2 separate regions of the Hordeum vulgare genome follow, and region 1 is linked to region 2. The links are chromatin contacts, called in public Hi-C maps. All regions are on one chromosome and are shown on one strand. Each heading gives the region's core, a stretch centred on a gene start, on an enhancer-like site or on the middle of the called end of the contact. The rest is flanking DNA. Distances are from core to core; before and after follow the strand shown. Region 1 holds the start of LOC123448066 (MACPF domain-containing protein CAD1-like). Region 2 holds the start of LOC123448064 (CBL-interacting protein kinase 15-like).

Region 1 (4,206 bases), core at 650-3,149, 720 kb after region 2:
AAAGATGTGTCCAAGAAGAACAAGTGCTTCTCCCATTCCAACAACTTAGCTCGCTCCTCCATGCCCACCTTCCTCTCCTCCAATGCCACTTTCCTCTCCTCGGCGTCCACCCTCCTCTCCTCGGCCGCCAACCTCCTCTCCTCGGCCGCGGCATCTTGGTTCCTTGACATTTTCCTCACCTCGTTGGCTTCTTTTCTTGCCTTCACAATAGCTTCCATAGCATTTGTGAGCCCATCATCTCCTTTCCTCTTCTTCTTTTCGGTTTTGTCCTTCTTGCACCCATCCGGTCGTTTTGGTTTCGAGTATGAAACCGAGTTGGGTGTGGGGCTTCTCTTGCCGTCATCACTTGATGCATCATCCTCCTCCTCATCATCATTCAACTCAATTGTTCGCTTGCGTTTGTTGCTCAAATGCAAATCATCCAAATCGTCACGCTTCTTCCATTTCTCATCATCCTTCAACACTTCATAGCAGTGAGGCAAGGTAAAGATCTTTCCTTTCTTGATCTTCCCCTTCTTGGTTGTCCTCGTCTCTTCTTTGAACAAGTTTTGGGCAATGTTGTACTACAAGAAAAACAAAACAAGTTAGCACTTCGGACACCAAAAAAAAGTATGATGAACATGTATGAGATGCCACTTACTCTATCATCCTCATTTGTGACATTTGGGTTAAGCTTGTCAGCTGCCTTTTGTGCGGCCGCCCACTTTTGACAATCCGAGTTGATTGTCGACCATCGGGACCGAAGTGATCTCTCGGAGCGGTCAATTCCACTCACGTTCTGAGCATCAAAGTATTCTTTCATTCGCCCCCAATAAGCATCTCTACTTTGATGACCTCCAATGGATGGATCCCTCGACACTTGCAACCAAGTATTGCATAGTAATTTGTCATCGTTGGTGGTGTAATTGCCCGCTCTTCCTTTCGGCGCCGCGACAATGCCCTCACCCTCCTCGTCCACCTCAAACTCATGGTCGTCCAAATGGATGTCATTGGTTTGAGACCAATGCGAATTGTTGGACCCAACACCCATAGTTGACATGTATGCATCATCGTTGAGACTACAAAGTTTTTGAACAATGCAAATATAAGCTATCTATATGATGATGCATTGAAAAAATAACAAGAAAATAAAAGTTGAATTTTTTTTTCACCTTGGGGGCATTTCGTCGAACACGTGGTGCGCGTCGGCCGCCGGCTCAACGAGTGAGCTCGCCGGCGCTTCGGTAGACGCCGCGCCGGTCCGCCGTCCTGCAAGCTTCTTCTTCGACTTCGAGCTCCCGGAACCGTCCGCCGCCTTCTTCTTCGCGGATGTTTTTCCTTTCTTCGCCCCCGCCGCATTGGGGAGCTTCGACGGTGCGGCGGCGGCACGGGACGGCGCTGGCGCGACGTCACCCGTCGGTGTGGTCATCCGCGGCGGCAAGAAGAGGCTGCGTGCGAGGCTGACGGCCGGCGGAGCTCCGGCGCTGGCGGCGCCAACGCTCGGCCCGCTAGGGTTTTCGGCGGCGGCGGCGGCGGGGGGGGGGGGGGGGGGGCTCGCGGCTGTACAGCGGGGTGAGCGGGGTGCCGGTCTGCGCGTCCATGGTGGCAGGGGCGCTAGCGCCGGCGCGCGCGGTGCGAAGGAGGAAGAAAGAGAGAGAGTTCGCGCGCGCTCGAGTCTGCCGCGCGCGGAAGTGAGCGCTTCAAATTACCAGCGCGAGATAAGGCTATGGACAGCGCGTCCAACTTGTTTTAGCGCGCGCGCGGTTTTTACGCGCCCGCTGAAGCATCCCGCTGCGTCGCGCGCGTTAAAAGGCATTTTTTTGGGCGCGGCGTTTGTTTTACGCTGGTGTTGGAGATGCTGTTAGACGTCCTTGTCACTCCTTTTCGCGTTTCCACGCTGCAAAATCCATTGTGTGTGTTTGCCAGCGACAAAGTTGCAAGGAGGACCGGCGAGTCTTTGCTTCCGTCATACGAGCCTTTATCCCCTTCCTTGCTTTTCTCCCCCGCGTTCCACCCAAGCACCAGCGGAAAATTCTCCTCTCCTCTCGTCGCCTTCGCCATCGTCGTCTCTCTTCCGCTCTACCTGCTTCAGCTGCCCTCACAGTCGTGTTCAGGCCCTTCTTGCTGCAACCCAAGGATCTCTCCCACTCCAATCCATCCAGTTCGTCGTTCCGGACTTACTTTTCCGCTTGATGGGACGCAGCCGGCAGTTGAAATTCCGCTGAAAAACCTGAGGATCTGCGAGATGGGTTCCGCTCTCCCCGGAATTCTCGACGCATCGTAGAACCCGCGGGGGTTCTTGGGCCACTGCCAGTTCCTGAAATGGAGGAAGAGTGCGCCCCGGCGCTGCGCGTGATCCGGGGCTCCATCGACGCGCTGGGGCGAGGGTTCGACGCCACCCACGACACCAGGCTGCTCTACTGCAAGGGGTCTCGCCTCGTCGACGTCGATGACGGCAAGCTGAGCTCCAGGGATCTGGTCATGCCCGACGGGCTGACTGTCCCCGGTGTACCCAAGGATGTTGACTGCTCCAGCGAGAGTGGGGTTGGTGTGCTGGAGACCGCTGGCCCCTGCGCCTTCCACGAGGTGCCCATGACTGACGCTCTTTATTGTGTTTGTCTCTGAATTTGGTCGTTTGTCTTTGTTAATTCCTTGCTAGATGCCTGATTAAGTGCGTGCTGTTTCTGAACTGTTCTTCCTAGTGCACCGTTAAGCATATGCTATACGTATGTAGGAACACAAGCTAGCGCCCCAATGAGTTAGTGAACACGTGCTTTGTCTTCGTTGTTTCCCGTCTTGTGCTCTTACTGCATAATCTGCATAATCTTATATTTGTTTCCTATCTTAGATTTTAGGTTTCGACCCATCATGAAATCTGCATAATCTTTCTTGCAGGCTGTTGCCACATACCAGTAGTTAAGTACTCCCTTCATTCACAAACATAAGATGTTCCAACTTTTTAATGAATTGGATGTATATAGACACGGTTTAGTGTATTTGTTCACTCATTTCAGTCCGTATTTAGTCCATATTGAAATATCCAAAACATCTTATATTTGTAAACGGAGGAAGTAATACTTTAGTACACATATTTCTTCTAGGCTGTGTAGTTTTTATTGCCTCATCGGCACTTGTTTGATTATAAATTTCTATTAATACTGGCACTAACAAATCGTTTTTTGGTCTGACATCAACTGCTCAGTTAATTACCATCTTCCTTCAAGTGGTCTTCAGTCTCACGTGTTCTGTTTTCCTTACCTGTTTCCGAGGGACTGTAGATGGCTGGGTATTTCAACAAAAAAACCCATCTTGCAGGAGATATACCTCTTGGAAGCTTTAATTCAGCCTATAGCTTTACTGGATCCAAGAAATTTGATGCCATGGCTACCAAAAGTCTCGGGATGGAGGGGAAGACAATTCCTTTATATAAGGTCCAACTTGTGCGACAGCCTTTGTCAGTGGTAGATGAAGTTAAGCATGCAGTGCCACACTCATGGGAACCGTCATCTCTCGCAAGGTAAACAAATACACGCAGGTTGCTCTAAAAAGTGGAAGGCCCTTAACAGTGTTTTTGATATAGCTCACCACTCATGCCCAATGGAAGGCGCTTAACAGTGTTGAGCTTTTAACAGGTTTATTCAGAATTATGGAACGCATGTCATAACATCCATTACCATTGGCGGGAAGGATTTGATTTACATCAAGCAGCATCCATCATCATTACTTTCTGTGGTGGAAATTAAAAATTATATACACGATCTTGGGCATCAGAGGTTTACTGAAAATGAAATCCATACAGGCTCAGGCCCTATAAGATCAATGAACAAGGTTTGGTTTTCTTTAGTTAGATTCATCCAGAATATAAGTTAAATCTTATTGTACTTCAGTTATGATTTTGGGCCAGGAAACAGAAACTCTTGGGTTCAACAGCCAAGGAGTACATCCACAACCTCCAAGTACACCATACATTGCTGCAAAAGAGGCAAGTACATGCCACCCTAATTAACATTTCCATGCTGCATCTTCTTTATGTTTTGATAATGCTGATTGTGAATGGTCTTTTTGTTGAAGTGTATATGTGGATTGCCTAGTCCTTTCCATCAGTTCGGACTTTTGGTTGGGTTGACTAGTGCATGAAGCGCAACACTTTTGTTAAGTCTCTCTCAACAAAGTACAAAGGGGTGCTTAACTGATATCAGAGTTTGAGCTAGCACTTATGCCCAACCT
Region 2 (4,127 bases), core at 983-3,482:
GCATTTAAGTTTGTCAGCATCAGGGGCTTCACATCTTCATGAGTGTTCTTCCTTGCCCTCACACCAGCTGTAGGAGGAGCATTTGTGGTAACATTCTCACTGGGAGTTCTCTCCTTCACTGCAAGGGTGCCCCTTGGACCTTTCCGGAACCAGGTAGACTCTTTTATCTTCTGGATAGATGCCCTGGTGCTTGGATTGGGGTCGAGGATCTTGCACAAAAGCTTCTGGAGTTTGTGTGAGAACCAGCTGGGGCACCTGAAATCTCCTTGCTCAATCTTCCGGTACATCTCCATCAAGTTGGAACCATGGAAAGGGAGATAACCAGCAATGAGAACAAAAAGGATAACACCACAAGACCAGATATCGGATTTCGCACCATCATAACCTGTCTTGCTGATGACCTCCGGAGCTACATATGCGGGTGTTCCGCAGGTGGTGTGGAGCAGGCCATCTTGCCTCTTTGACTCTGAAAGTGCGCTCAATCCAAAATCTGAGACCTTAAGGTTCTCATTCTCATCCAGGAGCAGGTTTTCCAGCTTGAGATCCCGGTGATACACACCTTGGCTGTGGCAGTAATCCACTGCACTGATGAGCTGCTGGAAATACTTGTGTGCAGCACCCTCTGTGAGCTTGCCACTCTTTGCAACCTTGTCAAAGAGCTCGCCACCTTTCACATACTCCATCACAAAGAATATTTTGTTTCGTGTCGCCATGACCTCATGAAGCTGAACAATGTTCTTGTGTGCCACCAACCGCATGGTTGTGACCTCACGCCTGATTTGCTCCGAGAGCCCAACCTTGAGCACCTTCTCCTTGTCCAACATCTTTATGGCGACGCTTTGGTTGGACTCAAGGCTCCTCGCAAAGTGCACCTTGCCAAATGTTCCCTTCCCCAACAATCTTCCCAGCTCGTAGCGCTCCATTAGAATCTTCCCTCTGTTCGCCATGACTTCTAGCTGTATAACACCACAAGCCTATATTGCGGCTATATAATTCAAATCGACTGGAGCACTTCAACCATCCTCTCCAAGGTAGTCCTGATCCACCACAGTGAACAACACTCTCATGTCTTTGTCTCGACGAAGTCTAGATGGTGTAGAGATGATGCAGACAAGATGGTTGCTTGCATAAAGAGTCGAACAACTCAGCTCTTGTGGAGCAGAGGCAATCTCCTTTATCGCGCAGGTGAAATGTCTTCTAAGCAAGCACATCTTTCAGCATTCCCCGAGGCTTTAAGTGCTTGTTTTATATTGGAGTTTTCTGCAAACAAGAAAAGAAATCTTCAGATACCGCAATGGAAAAATAAAAATACCCTTGTATGGATTACTCAAGAAATAACAGAACATTTATTGGTTGGTTTTACAACCAGAGAATAAGAAGAATGGTGAAACAAATTTGATTCTGGCATAATCTTTAGAGTAAACAATCTGACAGCATCAGGGACATGGCGGTTGGTGATTTATATGTATCTGTATAATTCTTAGTATTATTTTACTTTAAGATCAAGGCTGCACACTTGTGTAAACAAAGGTATGCAGAAAAGTCAGAGTTCAGAAGCAACTCGCTGGTTTGCTAGATCTTTACCGCTTTGGGAAAAAAAATCGTGCGTATTTCTAACAAACTATAAACATTGTAGGAACATAACACGGTGTCACGGTCAACAAATTCATGAAGAAAAAGGCCAAATATGTTTAACTTTGCAGAGAATTGCGCCATTCCTCCATCCAATCCTAAAACTAAGAGCACAACAACTTGCAGACTCCCAGATCCATCCAACCACATGAATGCACCGCCGTACTCGGCCGAAAGCAGCCTCGCCGACAATTAAAAGGCCGTAAATTTGGCTCCTGTAATTGACCTCGGTCACTCAGGCCTCAGGCCTGTTTTGAAATGCGTAAGGCAGAATTTTCTCTGCCTTCTCCTTTCAAAAAAATTTGTTGGCTCATATGTACCCAAACTCTATAGACCGGAAAGAATTACTCCTCCAATGATTCACCCTTGGCAAAACTGAAGAAGACGCACAAACTAGCCAACAAGGATGCCTACATCGACGGCCAAACGGAATCAAAGAACATCAAAGAAACGGGAGGGGATTTTGCGTACCTTCCGGCGGCGCCAAGAGGGGAGGAGGCTCTGGATCCAAGCCGGGACCTCCAGGCAGTTCTCTCTCTGTCTCTGTGAGTTGTTGGAGTTTGGTTTCGGTGTGTGTGCTTGTGGAGGAGGAGGCCGCTCTTCTTATATAATGCAGAGCAGAGCAGGGCAGGGCAGGAGCCGCGGGAGGGAAGGGGAAGGGCGGAGAAGAAACTAGTTTGTGGTGGATTTGACCAAGATGCCCCTGATGCGTTTCCTGGGCACCGCATCGCAGAGGGGCATATTCCTGGTAGGGTGGCACAAATCGTATCATTGTGTCTTCATGATTAGGGGGGAAGAATTATGCTCGTACGACCCGTGATGTCATACTCCCTCCGTCCCAAAATAAGTGTCTCAACTTTGTACTATCTCTAGTACAAAGTTGTACTAAGCTTAAGACAGTTATTTTGGGACGGAGGAAGTATTAAGTAGCGGATATTTATGAAACATCCTTGTAGAAATTGAAAAGTACATTCAAATCTTTGGTGGTATTGAAGTCTTCTTTCTCTTGCTTCCATTGACGGCGCGCGCTCGTTACCCATTGCCATTTCTGTACCTGTGTGAAGAAAACTTTTTTAAACCTAGGGGCTTGTGGAAGCAATGGTCTCGTTGATGTAGACTTGAAGATGTCGATGACCGTAATCAGTATAGCAAATTGTTGCCCCAGAGAAGAAAACGTCATAGAGGGCTTATATAACGCTCCAGGTCCGGTTAGACAGAGTCGGGAGACACAACTCTCACACGCTCTCTGACAAGGATGAAGTTGGCTAACCTTCATCGATCAGAACTGAAGCCGACGGACAAAGATGGAATCAAAGGGGACAACCTAATTTATATGTTGGGCGTGCTCAAGCTTTCCCTATTAAAAACTGAAAGTTTGGTCTATGTTTTGCTTTCTTATACGTTGGCCAACGTCAGTCGGACGTCCTTCTCTCTCTAGATCCTCATGTTCCACCAACTAGGTCGGTGGTTATCCTCGCTTTTGTATGTTGCTCATGCGGTGTGTGTGTGGGGGGGGGAGGGGGGTTGCACGTTTGTCGCTTATATGGGGTTGGTTTTCAATTTCATGTGGCAACCACATATGAGCGGTAACGTCAACGACATCGAGGAGGCAGTGAATGAGCATCGTCGTCGGGAATGTGCTCTGGCGCGATGACATGTTTGGCTGTTGGCTTGTTACCACGCCTCATCTTGTGTGTAGGTTCTTACGCAATCACATGTGAGGTCATTGGTTTCCGCCTATGATGCTAGTTGACCATATGCATAGATCGAGCACGAGCCCTGGCCTAAAAGGATTGAGATGGACCTAGAGGCAGTGAATAGGTCAACTACAAATTTTACTTCAATTGTTAGCAAGTTAGGTTTTGCAAAATATGAAATGTGAACCTAACACTGCTAAGGTGAGATAACCAACTTGTATACATATATATATGTGTGTGTGTGTGTGTGTGTGTGTGTGTGAAGTTTGCAGGGGACCAATGTAATAACACAAGTAAACATGCCAGTGTTATGGTTAACCAAAGACCATAGAGATGAAGATGTATCCTATTGTTCCTTCCCTTCGAGGGGTGTTAGCCACAAATGGAGAGGCAAGAGTTACATAAAGGAACAACCAACACCACAAATACCCACCTTCTCCCTGATATATCACCACAAAGGAGATTCTTAACCACTAGGGGGTAGACCTTGAGGTGAGCTCCAAACTGTCGCACACGACGATGCAAATCACAAGTTGATTCTTTCACCGAAGACTCCTACCACCTAGTAGTCTCCCACCTTCAAGAGTAAAGCCAAATGATGAAACCAAAGGGAACTCGATTTCCTTTGGTGAGAATGTAGATCGGGGGCTCCTCTTATTTTCTGCCCTTATAGGATGGATGTGGAGGGGTACAATCTAATGTTTAGAGCTTGTGAAAATGGAGTACGGGAGAGAAATATGCTCAACTCGAACGGGGGAAGAATAAAACACTCAGGGGAGAAGGAGTGGACCTTTCTAT

The links. A called contact is a pair of places that touch in the nucleus more often than the background predicts.
Region 1: a Hi-C map of leaf shows a contact between it and region 2, with 3 times the contacts expected there. The contact joins the promoter of LOC123448066 here to the promoter of LOC123448064 in region 2. A contact is called at or near these places in 2 of 6 Hi-C or Micro-C datasets (leaf and seedling).

Annotation. Positions count from the first base shown.
Region 1 is chr4H:114,265,575-114,269,780 of MorexV3_pseudomolecules_assembly, forward strand. LOC123448066 (MACPF domain-containing protein CAD1-like) reads left to right here and starts at 1,900. Exons shown (of 7, transcript XM_045124835.1): 1 at 1,900-2,565; 2 at 3,258-3,496; 3 at 3,612-3,807; 4 at 3,884-3,961. The coding sequence starts at 2,302.
Region 2 is chr4H:113,543,316-113,547,442 of MorexV3_pseudomolecules_assembly, forward strand. LOC123448064 (CBL-interacting protein kinase 15-like) reads right to left here and starts at 2,233. Exons shown (of 2, transcript XM_045124833.1): 1 at 2,104-2,233; 2 at 1-1,260. The coding sequence starts at 947.